2 separate regions of the Anser cygnoides genome follow, and region 2 is linked to region 1. Evidence: chromatin contacts called from public Hi-C data. All regions are on one chromosome and are shown on one strand. Each heading gives the region's core, a stretch centred on a gene start, on an enhancer-like site or on the middle of the called end of the contact. The rest is flanking DNA. Distances are from core to core; before and after follow the strand shown.

Region 1 (5,305 bases), core at 1,455-3,954:
CCAATCCTAAAAAGCAAAACAAAACCAAACTTCAACCTTCTGTCCTCCATATTTCTAAGGGTTTCTCTCTTCCTTCAAAGCAGCTATTACATTGCACATTTGTATGCCCTCACTTCCTCTATCCATTCAGCAGTAGCTGCTTCCACCTGCAGATCAGCACATCCAAATAGACCCTGGATGTTGAAGAGAAACAAAGGCTCGATGGGTACAGCCTTAGCATCAACCTTGAATTACATTTCCAATAAAAAAGTAAAAATAGTGTTGATCAGGTAGCATACAAAACCGAATTTATCCAAACTCCACATCTCCAACACCCCTTTCCACAAGCAGGAACCAGTTGATAGATTAATAATTTGGCATTCCAAAGCCTCTTAGAACAAGGCTGTTAACAGCTCTCCTGAAGTTTTACATACACACATCTGAGGCAACCTCGTGCTGGTTCTAAACAGGAATGACAGCACGACTCAGTCATCTTTGCAGGATATGGCAGTCTTTAGGTTCAGTGCTAGTCACTGAGCTCCAGATCATACTCGGGGTAAAGCTGCTTTGTAGTAACTCCTCGGATAACAGCTAGAAAAGAAATGAATACCATTGATTTCATTAAATAAAGAGCAAATCGTAGAACCTCCCATAGCTAAGAAACCAATCAAAGATTTTGTAGCTATGCCCCCTGCTTGCCCCACTATTTTTTTAAAGTATATGAATAACAAAGCCGACAGAAGTAAGCAAGGCTTTCCGAATATCAGTAACCCAAATATGGACTAAAATACCTCTAGATGCCAATTATTTCACATATTCTAAGTTCTAATTTGAATCAGTTCTAAGAACATTCCAAGAAAATAAGAGTAGCATTTGTGTTTGCACAAGTGCTTTGTTAACATAAGCCTAAAATTGAAGAATCTTTAACACAAGCTCTGCCTTCATGCACATCATCTGCTTGTATAAAAAGACTTAGTAAGGAGTTCTTCAACAGCCTTCCCGTCCTTACCCAGCTTGCCCAGCAGCATCTGTCCAGCATCTTTAATATCATTATACTCATGGAGCAGAGCGATGTGTTTCTCCAACTCCTCCAGGCTGTAGCCTCTGTAACAAAGCCAGAAAGATCAAAAATGACACAGAGGGATTGCTGCTGCCGCATGGCAAACGCCGCCACTGCTGAACAAACACGTGAGGATATCTGAGATATCCGCACCTGGTGCATCAAAAGCAGAATCTGAAGGCAGAAAGCACAGTTGCTGAAAGTCAAACACGAAATCTACAAGTGTGCAGATCCTCATTTTAAGGGTGTTTCTGTATCAAAACTTCTCAAACAAAACAAAACAAACAAATCCAACCTAATTCTCAGAATCAAGTAGAAACAGGAGTAAGCTGTGGTGAACCCAGTTTACAGGGGTCTCTAATTTGTCAGCAGGGAAAAAAATGTTTATTCTTCAGAATAAGTTAAAAAAATAAACAAGCTATTTGCTTGCCTGGAGCCTCTGTTTCTTGAGTACTAAGCTTTAACCCAGTCACTTTATACATAAAACAGAAGAACATTGCTCCGAGATGGAAAAACAAAGGAAACTCATCCAGGACCAGATGTGGCAGGCCATACAAGGCATGATCTCAGTTTTAAGTCCCACGTGAACAAGCACTTCTGGTGGCATGAGATTCTGTGGTACCATGACCATTAAAATTATTCTGTTCCAATTCACACATAATTCCCTCAACAATATCTGAGGCAAAGCTAAATTTCCTTAACCAAGCTCTAAGAAGAATTCATTTTCCTTTACCAAGCGAACAGTAGAGAATCCCCTTTTGTCTTTAACAGGCCTGCAATTCAAACCAATGCTGTAACCAACACCGAGCAGCACCGGGACAAGAACGGCACCACCACAGACCCCCTTTGCCTCTAATTACCGGACCACACCATGCTTCAAACCCAAAACAACGGCGACACCGCACTGCCAAGGACGCACTCGGACAAGAGCTGTGCGATTTCCTGGTCCAGAGCGAGCTCCTTCTGTCGCAGCTCCTCGATCTCACGGCGCAGGGCTTCTCCGGTGGCCCCGGGAGGGCGGCAGGAGGCTGGGGCCGGGACCTGGGGGCACACACACGGACACAGACAGACAGACACACACAGACAGACACACAGACACGTTACAGCACCCCGTGCTGCTCCCGAGGGGCCTGGGCTCAACACCCACCGTGTGCCCCCGGCAACAGCGGCAGGGCGCCCGTGTCCAGGACCCCTGGGGGTTTGTGAGGTGCCGGCCTGCCCCGGGCGGGGCTGGCAGCGCCCAGCCGAAGGCCGCGGCCCGGCCCCGGGGACTCACCGGGGACTTGAAGCCGCCGCCGCTCCGCCGGGGTCCTCCGGGGGGCCTGCAAAGCAAATGGCGGCTGTCAAGGCCGGGTGGGGAAGGAGGGAGGGGGAGAAGGGGGCAGCGAGACCCGGCTCCTACCTCCGGGGCGGCGGCGGCGCGCTGCGCCCCGAGCTCTCCGGTACCCCCTCCGCCAGGGCGGCCGCTGCCCGCCCGTACCGGCGGCGGCACCACCGGAGCCGCGGGGCGCGCTGGGAGCTGTAGTCCGTGCGGCGCGGGGCGTGCTGGGAGTTGTAGGCGGCCCCCGGCGCGGGGCACGCTGGGGCGGGTAGTTCTCGGCGCCGCGAGGGCTGAGAGGGCCCGGCCGCGGCCCTGGCTCGAGAATGAATGTATCTGTGTGTAGTTAGAGGCGGTGTTTAAGTGGCACAGTAATGTATCCGTGTGTAACTAGAGGTGGCGTTTAGGTGGGGCACGGTAAAGGTATCTGCGTGTGACTAGAGGTGGCGTTTAGGTGAGGCACAGCGTAATTATCCCAATTAACGCTGGCACCCAGCGCTTTCAGAAACGCCTCAGAGCCCCTCAGCCACCTCCACCCTGGCGCTGTGGCTGCCCAGGGGCTCTCAACAGGAGCTCTGGGGGCCCTGCGCTGCTGCCCTTATGAAGGAAGGAGCAGCCAGCACCCCGCCACCATGATCGCCAACTGGACACCGCAGTGTCCCTCAGAGCCCCCCGGGTGCTCCCCTGGGGACCCCAAGCAGCCACCGGCTGGGGCAGAGCCGAAGCGAGGAACGGGGCTGGAACTGATGCACTTGAGCCCCTGAGCTGTGCCTGGAACCGACAGGCTTGGCACCCCAAGCCATGCCTGGCCATCCCAGCTGCCATCAGGCGCATGCCACTAGGAGGGTGCAGGAGGGAATAAAGCTGCTGTCCCGTCCTCAGCGAGCACACAGCCCTCTTCCCACAGCTCTCCTGGCCCACAGGTGAACGCTGGCTGCCCCCTGTGCACTGCCAGGCGCAGCAGGAGCCGGACCCTTCTCAGAGCCACGCTCTGCTCTTGCCCCACTCGGAAGGCCCGAGGGTGCGAGACCACAACCGCACGGCAGTGAAACACAGCCCGGGCGAGCCGCGGCTTCCACGACAGCACCCGGGCAGCGAAGCGACCCACGGGAGCTGGGGAGCCACGGGGGGCGGCCGCAGGTGCCCGCCAGAGGCCGGGGGCAGCGTGCCCAGCCCGCAGGCTCCGGGCAGCCCGCTCCCCACCCGAGCTCGGCTCCATTAGGGGCAGGAAGGACGGCTGGGGGGCGACAAACCGGGGCCGGGAGGGGACCGGGAGGGGACCGGGGCCGGGAGGGACCCGGCGGGGCGGGCGCTGTGCTCGGGCCGGGCCAGGGCGGAGCCTGGCGGCCGCCTCCGCCGCTCCCCTCGGCGGCTGACGTGGCCCGGGCGCGGGGCGGACATGGCGGACGGCAGCAGGCAGAGCAAGCTGGCGGCGGCCAAGAAGAAGGTGAGGGAAGGGGGGACGGGACGGCAGCGGAGCGGAGTCGCCGGGCTGCTCGGGCCCCGGCGCCCCGTGAGGAGCGGAGCCGCCGGGCCCGGCCTCCTGCGGTGAGGGGCGAGGGGCACCGGGGGGGCCGCTCCGCTCCGCTCCGCCGGGCCCCGGTGGGAGCCCCCCGGGTGTCGCCGGGTGTCCCCGGGTGCCGGGCGCTGCGGCCGGGCCTTCCCCAGCCCGGGGGAGGCGGCCCCGGGGAGGCCGGGCCTGGGCCGGTGCTGCCCGCCCGCCCGCCCGGGTTCTGTGTTTGTTTGTCCCTTCCTTTCTCCTTTCTTTCCCTTTTTTTCATTTTTTTTTCTTTTATTTTTTTTCTCCGTCCCCGCGGGGCAGCCCAGCCCCGTCCGTCCCGGCGGCTTTGCGTGCCTGTGTCAAAGTCAAGCGGCTGGGAAAGTGTCCTGGAGCGGCTCAGGCTTCCATTTTGAAATCCTCCGAATAAATGGGATCCCTCTTATTTTATTTTTGCCACCTTGGCTTTGAAACACGGCCCTGGCCGCCTGGCCGGGGGGGTGGCAGCAGCTGCCAGCTGCAGTGTCTGGACGAAACGGAGGGATTTGGGCTGCCTGGCAGGGGGCTGCTGCAGGCAGTGCCCGCCTGGCACTGCTCGGGCTGGGGGCTCGGTGCGCCACCAGAACACCACAACACTTGGCAGGGTTCAGCTTCGAGCTTATCAGCCTGGCCGAGGTGAAATGGATATTATTTTAAAATCAATTAGAGATTGCTTATCCCCCTAGTTCACACTTAGGCCAGTGTCTGTATTACTGCGTTATCTATGAAGATTGTAATTTTTCTTTCCCAGAATGGAAGCCCTTCCTCTCAGACTGCTTTTCCACTTGGCATTTAGGATTGACTGCTGTTTATTTTTTTTTCTCCTTGGTGCTAGTTATAGACTTAAAAATATTTTTTCATCTCCTTCCAATTACAGCAAAGGGTATCAAATTCTTTGTTTCCCAGGAACTTCATTAGTTATTTACAAAAGTTGTATATTTACAACCCTGAGTCTCTTGTCATAAACTCATTATGCTAGTTCTCACTTTTATGCATCTCTGAATTATTTTGGTATTTTTTTTCAGAGGGTGAACTCTTTCAAGACAGTTTCTCTTGTCCTTACACTTTATTTTTACCCATTTTTTTGTTGTCGACATTATACTCATAAAAGACATATTCTGTTTGGACTTCAAATTTTTTTTTTTTTCGCAGCTGAAGGAATATCAGCAGAAGAATAGCCCTGGAGCAACTGCGGGAGCCAAGAAAAAACGAAAAACTAAAGAAGGAAGTAGACCCGAGACTCCCACAAATGATGACAGACAGTCTCCAGAGAACGTGAGCGTCTCATTCCTTCTCCCAAATAATTTGCCTCCGCCTTGTTCTTTGGCTTCCCAAACAGCATAACCACAGCTGAAAGAGGGTTGTGCCAGTGTCATATTAATGGCTCGTGTGCCTGTGTTAGCAGCGTATG
Region 2 (5,305 bases), core at 1,588-4,087, 200 kb before region 1:
CAGTTTGCACGTGGTTACTCCCTTGCTGCTCAGGCACAGCGAGGTATGCGCGTTGCTTCATGGACCCAGCACAAACAAGCGTTTCTCTGGAAGGCTCACTGATTTGGCACACAGGATTCGTCAAATGGTTTAAAGATAACAGCATGGCTTTAAAAAAAACATCGTTTACATAAGCAAATTCCACCCAAAGGACATCTGTGTACGACTTCTCCTCTCCCCCGGCGCCGAAGGCCACCCCTAGAACAAAAGGCAGCAGTTTTCTGAGAACGCTACCGAGGGTTTTATCTGGGTGAGAACTCTCAGAGGCTGAGGGAGACAAAATATCGCTCGTTCGCTCTTCGAGTTGCGGCCCAGAACGGTTACTGCTGCCACAAGGACTTTTAGCCTGCTGACGCAGAGCTCAGCCACTCGCGGCTGGCATCACAAGGCTGATGTTTTCTCCAGCTGTCCCTCGAGCACTGGAAGGGAACTCCCGTACCAAATGTACTCCTGCACGGGAGGAAAAGTAAGAGGTACCTGAGGCACTAAGTGATTTACTGATCACAAGGAGCCCGTGTGATTTGTGCTCAGATCGGTCTCCAAACACCACGTCCGCTCGGCCAGAGGTTTTCATCTCGACCCTTACACACCTCTCCTGACCGCGGCGTGGCATTAGTTACCCCACATGTCAAAGTGTCATCCTTAGCTCCGGCTGGGGAAGGAAAAGGAATGACTTATTAATAGAACTCCCTGGGAAACAGGAAGTTTATGCAGCTTTTCCTAAAAAAAACACAGGGTGGAAGTTTTCCAGCCGGCTCTCCAAGGCCTGCTCTCATGTGTCTAACTGGAACAGAGAGGTTTGAACCCTGCGTTCCTGCCCTAGCAGGAGCTAACTTTTAAGCTGCTGCAGGGGGTGCTCTGCAATACTACCACGAGCTCTGTTTCTCTACCCAGCCACTTCCTTCAGAGCAGGAGAGGAAGCAGAGGAAGCAAAGGGCCGAGGAGCAGTCCCGACAGGTGAGGGCTTCAGCAGCAGCACCGGCATCCAGGCAGCGCTCCCAGTCCCCGCAGAACATTTCCTCTCTGCCGTTCCTGCAGCGCGGCAAGCAAAGAAACTCTCTGCCAGAAAGTAAAAGAGCATTTTGGTTCGTAGCGCATCCTCCCAGCCTGGAAAATGTCAGGCTGGACTGAGTAACATGCCCGGAAGGAGAAGGGAATGCAAACCGAGACCGGCACACAGGCACAGAACATTCTGGGGATGAGAGCCTCCTGCCAGAGCTCAGGGATTCAGCCCCACAGGGGGCAGCAGGTCAGCACCTCACAGGGCATGCACAGGTGATTTATGGGGTGTAATCAGGTTTCAGCACCGAAGCGCACGCCGCAGCAACTCGCCATGGCACTGACGTTATTTTTAGAAGCAGCACAAGTAAATCACTCACAGGATCCTCGCATCGCCCAAGAGTTATCGCGCTCTGCAGCAGCGAGGAGGGTGGCAACCAAAAAGCAACGTTAACCATTAAAAGGTTGGGGATTCAGAGTTAGAAGGGAGCCGGCAAGTTTGGGAAGGGTGGGTGCAGACAGTCAGAGCAACCAACGGGGTCGCCACTCCCAAGGCAGGGAGGGAGCAGGAACCGTCACTTGAGTTTTCTTCTCAGTGACTCAGAAGCTCCCCGCAGCCCTCCTGCAGGACTGATTGCCCTGGAGATCACAGCTCGGCTGCAGCCCTTTATCTACCTGGAGTCACCCCGGGACACGCAGCAGTTTTACAGTCCTACACGCGCGATACAGGACACGATGCAAGGACAAGCCGCGTGTGCACTGACGAGCTCGTTCCTCTGATTCACAGGGACCGAAATCGCACTGACTGCAATGAAACGGGGCAGCGTTACTAACGCTGGAGCTTGGAGCCGGGACTCCCGTGCACAGCACCACACGGAGCAGCATGACCGCAGCAGGTCACAGCTCCCGGCACTCGGCACACAGTCGGCGCGCTGTGCGTTTTGCATGCTTCACGGGCGAACTGCACAAACCCAGCAGCCTTCCTGTCTAGATCCTGCACCTCTTAAGATAATTAGACACGTGAAATGGGCGCGTGTAAGATGTTTTGGGCAAAAAAGCCAGGCAGCGAGCCTTCGGGGTGCCAGGCAGGCTGCTGGGAGGGAAGGGAGGGAGATACTTCGCAGCGACCTGGCTGCACCCACCCCTCCCAAACCCGCCTCGGCAGGGCTGGGGAGCTTCCCCGCTCAGAGCCTCGGGAGCTGGGCTGGCAGCGCCCCCCCGCCAGCAGCGAGCCCTGGGCCCCACACGTGCGGTTAGCAGCACCGGGAAGCAGCTCGGCTCCTGCGGCGGGCTCACACGGGTTTGGCGAGCAGAAACCGGGCACTGCCAGGCGCGGGGGGGTGCAGGCAGCTGCGGGCCCGGCCCCCGCCCCCCCCCGTTCTTCCCGGTACTCCCCAGCGCCCCCCGTTCCCCCGCCGCCCCGCTCACCAGCAGGTCGAGCTCGGTGCGGTGCAGCCCGAGGCGGCCCAGGCCCACGGCCAGGTCGTGGATGCAGAGCGCGCCGTCGCGGTTCACGTCCAGCTTCTGGAACAGGGCGCGGAGCCGCCGCTCCTGCTCCGAGGCCTCGCACAGCGCCCGCCCGCAGGGACCGGCACCGGAACCGGGACCGGAGCCGCCGCCGCCACCGTCGGTCACGGAACCGGGCCCGGGAGCAGCGGCGGCGGCCCGCGGGGAGCCGCAGGGGCAGAGCACGCCGCTCACCACGGGGGACGCCAGCGAGCGCCGCGCCCCCGGCATCCTCCCGCCGCCCGCCCCGCCGCCAAATGGCGGCACTTCCGCCGCCACCAGCCGCCGGGCGCTTCCGCCTTCGCGCCACGCGCCGCCGCCCCCACGTGACGCCCCTCCGCCGCCCAATGGCGGAGGTCCCCCGCGCTGACGTCAGCCGGCACGCGCTGCCGTCCAGCTCGCGGCCAATCGGAGCAGGGCGCCGCGCGCGAGCCGGTACGGGAGGGCTGAGCAAGCTCTTATTGGTTAAACGCCGGGGAGGAGGCGGGGAAAAGCCGCAGTTGTTCCAATCAGATCGCGAGCCAGGCCTCTCTTTGATCTTGACGGACGTGGAGCGCACCCAGCAGCTTCCAGAGGGGGGTGGGCGCTCTGCGTTGATGGGCAGGGGAGGACCCAATGGGATTAGAGCGGGGAAATTTAGGGGCGGGCCCAGCCCCTCAGCGGCCTCACGCAGGCCCAGTGGCGTGAGACAAGCGGCGAGGCGGGGCCTCCCCTCACCTCCCCTCGATGGACAGCCTCGGCGACCAATAGCAGCCGCCTTCACCCGCGGGGGGGCCGAACCCTCGCGGTGACGAGCAGCCGCGCGGCCCAACCACGCGAGGCGGGACGGGGGGGCTGATTCTGGAAGCCATTACGCCAGCGTCGCGGGGCGGAGGCCGTTGAGCGGGGCCCGCCGGGTGCTCGCGGTACGCAAATTGCGTACCGTTGGCGGTTGCTAAGGGCCGGGGTTGGGGGAGGGGGGCACGCGGCCGCCACCGGGCCCTGAGGGGCCCCGGGCCCCCCCCGTCCTCCCCGCCCCGGGGCCCGGCGGGCCGGGGGGGCCCCGACCCCTCGGGGACCCCCTGAGGCGCCCCCCCCCGGAGCTCCCCCGAGGGCCATGGCGTCGCCGCCGGCCCCCCCGGCCAAGAAGCGCAAGATGAACTTCTCGGAGCGCGAGGTGGAGATCATCGTGGAGGAGCTGGAGCGCGGCAAGCACCTGCTGGTCAACCACTTCAACGCCGGCGTGCCGCTGGCCGCCAAGGCCGCCGCCTGGCACGACATCCTGCGCCGCGTCAACGCCGTGGCCACCTGCCGCCGCGAGCTGCCCGAGGTCAAGAAGAAGTGGTCGGACCTCAAGACCGAGGTGCGCCGCAAGGTGGCCCAGGTGCGGGCCGCCATGGAGGGCGGAGGCGAGAGCCAGGGCAACGGCGGCGGCGGCGGCGGCGCGGAGGGCGAGGACGCGGCGGGAGCGGCGGCCGCGCCCGTCATCCTCACGCCCATGCAGCAGCGCATCTGCAACCTGCTGGGAGAGGCCACCATCATCAGCCTGCCCGGCGGGGAGTGCGGCACGGGTGACGGGAGCGAGATCCCCATCACCGCCGCGGCCGCCACCGTCACGCTGACGCAGAGTGAGTGCTGCGCCCGCCGGAGGTGTGGTTGGAGGTCTCGTGGGGGGCCCTGCGTGGGGAGCCCCCCGGCCGAAAGGAGCCTCTGTAACAAAACGACCGTTCCCAACGTGTCCTTGCGCTGTCGGAGAGCGGCTCCAAGATATTCGTGTGCTGAAAGTCAGCCTCGACAGCTGGGGTCGGCCTCAAGGCCAGGAATTGTGTGGTCCCCTTCTCTCAGAACAAAAGCAAAGGGAGAGAGATCTCCAAGGCCGATTCCCTGGTCTGCCCCAAAGAGGAGCTGTCTGGCTGATAAGTGCCTAAGTGCCGTTCTGGGCCTTTTCTTCACCCTTCTGTCAGTTGGTGAGTGGTGCTTGGAAAGAGCCTGCTGAACTGGAGGTTGAAGAAGGATTTTGTCTAGACAGACATGGCGTGCCCTATTCCTTTGGACTTTAGCATGTACACCCCAGAAGGAAGCTTAGATGAGGGTGGAGTAGACTTAAATAGGTCATTTTGTGCATTCACTGTTTATTGTATGTTATCTCGCCGAACAGGCAGTATTTCAGTTACGTTCATTGAATAGTCCTGTAGATAAAACCGCTCCTTTTGCCGCTGCTCCTCACCCCTTTCTGTCCTTTGTTCTCAGTTCCTGCAGAGACGACCTACCACAGCCTGGAGGATGGGGTCGTGGAGTACTGCACGACAGAAGCCCCCACGACGGTTACTGCGGAGGCGCCCTTGGAGATGATGGCGCACCAGCACGAAGTATCCGCGAAACCCCAGGAGCTGAAAAGCCGAATCGCTCTGAACTCAGCCAAGCTCCTGCAGGAGCAGCGGGTGACCAACTTACACGTGAAGGAGATTGCCCAGCACCTGGAGCAGCAGAATGACTTGCTGCAGATGATCCGTCGCTCTCAGGAGGTGCAGGCGTGCGCGCAGGAGCGACAGGCGCAAGCCATGGAAGGAACGCAGGCCGCGCTCAGCGCCCTCATCCAGGTCCTCCGCCCCATGATTAAGGACTTCCGTCGATTTTTGCAGAGCAATACGCCCAGCCCTTCGGTGACTGCTGACCCCAGCCAGCCTGGGCAGCAAGATGGCATTATCCAGTGAAAGAAGCAATGATGGGACTTCTTTCTTGGAAAAAAAAAACTGCCTCCGCTGCCACTGGGGCCGGAGCG

What was found. Hi-C and Micro-C count contacts between places; a contact is called where the count stands out from the background.
Region 2: a contact with region 1 is called in a Hi-C map of liver, with 3 times the contacts expected there. The contact joins the promoter of SLC25A25 here to the promoter of SWI5 in region 1. A contact is called at or near these places in 2 of 7 Hi-C or Micro-C datasets (both in liver).

What each region holds. Positions count from the first base shown.
Region 1 is chr20:6,640,293-6,645,597 of Taihu_goose_T2T_genome, reverse strand. It overlaps SWI5 (SWI5 homologous recombination repair protein), which reads right to left and starts at 2,704. Exons shown (of 5, transcript XM_048053495.2): 1 at 2,442-2,704; 2 at 2,316-2,361; 3 at 1,959-2,080; 4 at 989-1,083; 5 at 1-570. The coding sequence starts at 2,704. The coding sequence ends at 506. GOLGA2 (golgin A2) reads left to right here and starts at 3,657. Exons shown (of 26, transcript XM_066980835.1): 1 at 3,657-3,804; 2 at 5,047-5,169. The coding sequence starts at 3,757.
Region 2 is chr20:6,840,071-6,845,375 of Taihu_goose_T2T_genome, reverse strand. It overlaps SLC25A25 (solute carrier family 25 member 25), which reads right to left and starts at 2,837. Exons shown (of 11, transcript XM_066980823.1): 1 at 2,467-2,837. The coding sequence starts at 2,775. It overlaps NAIF1 (nuclear apoptosis inducing factor 1), which reads left to right and starts at 3,385. Exons shown (of 2, transcript XM_013182766.3): 1 at 3,385-4,151; 2 at 4,774-5,305. The coding sequence starts at 3,641. The coding sequence ends at 5,237.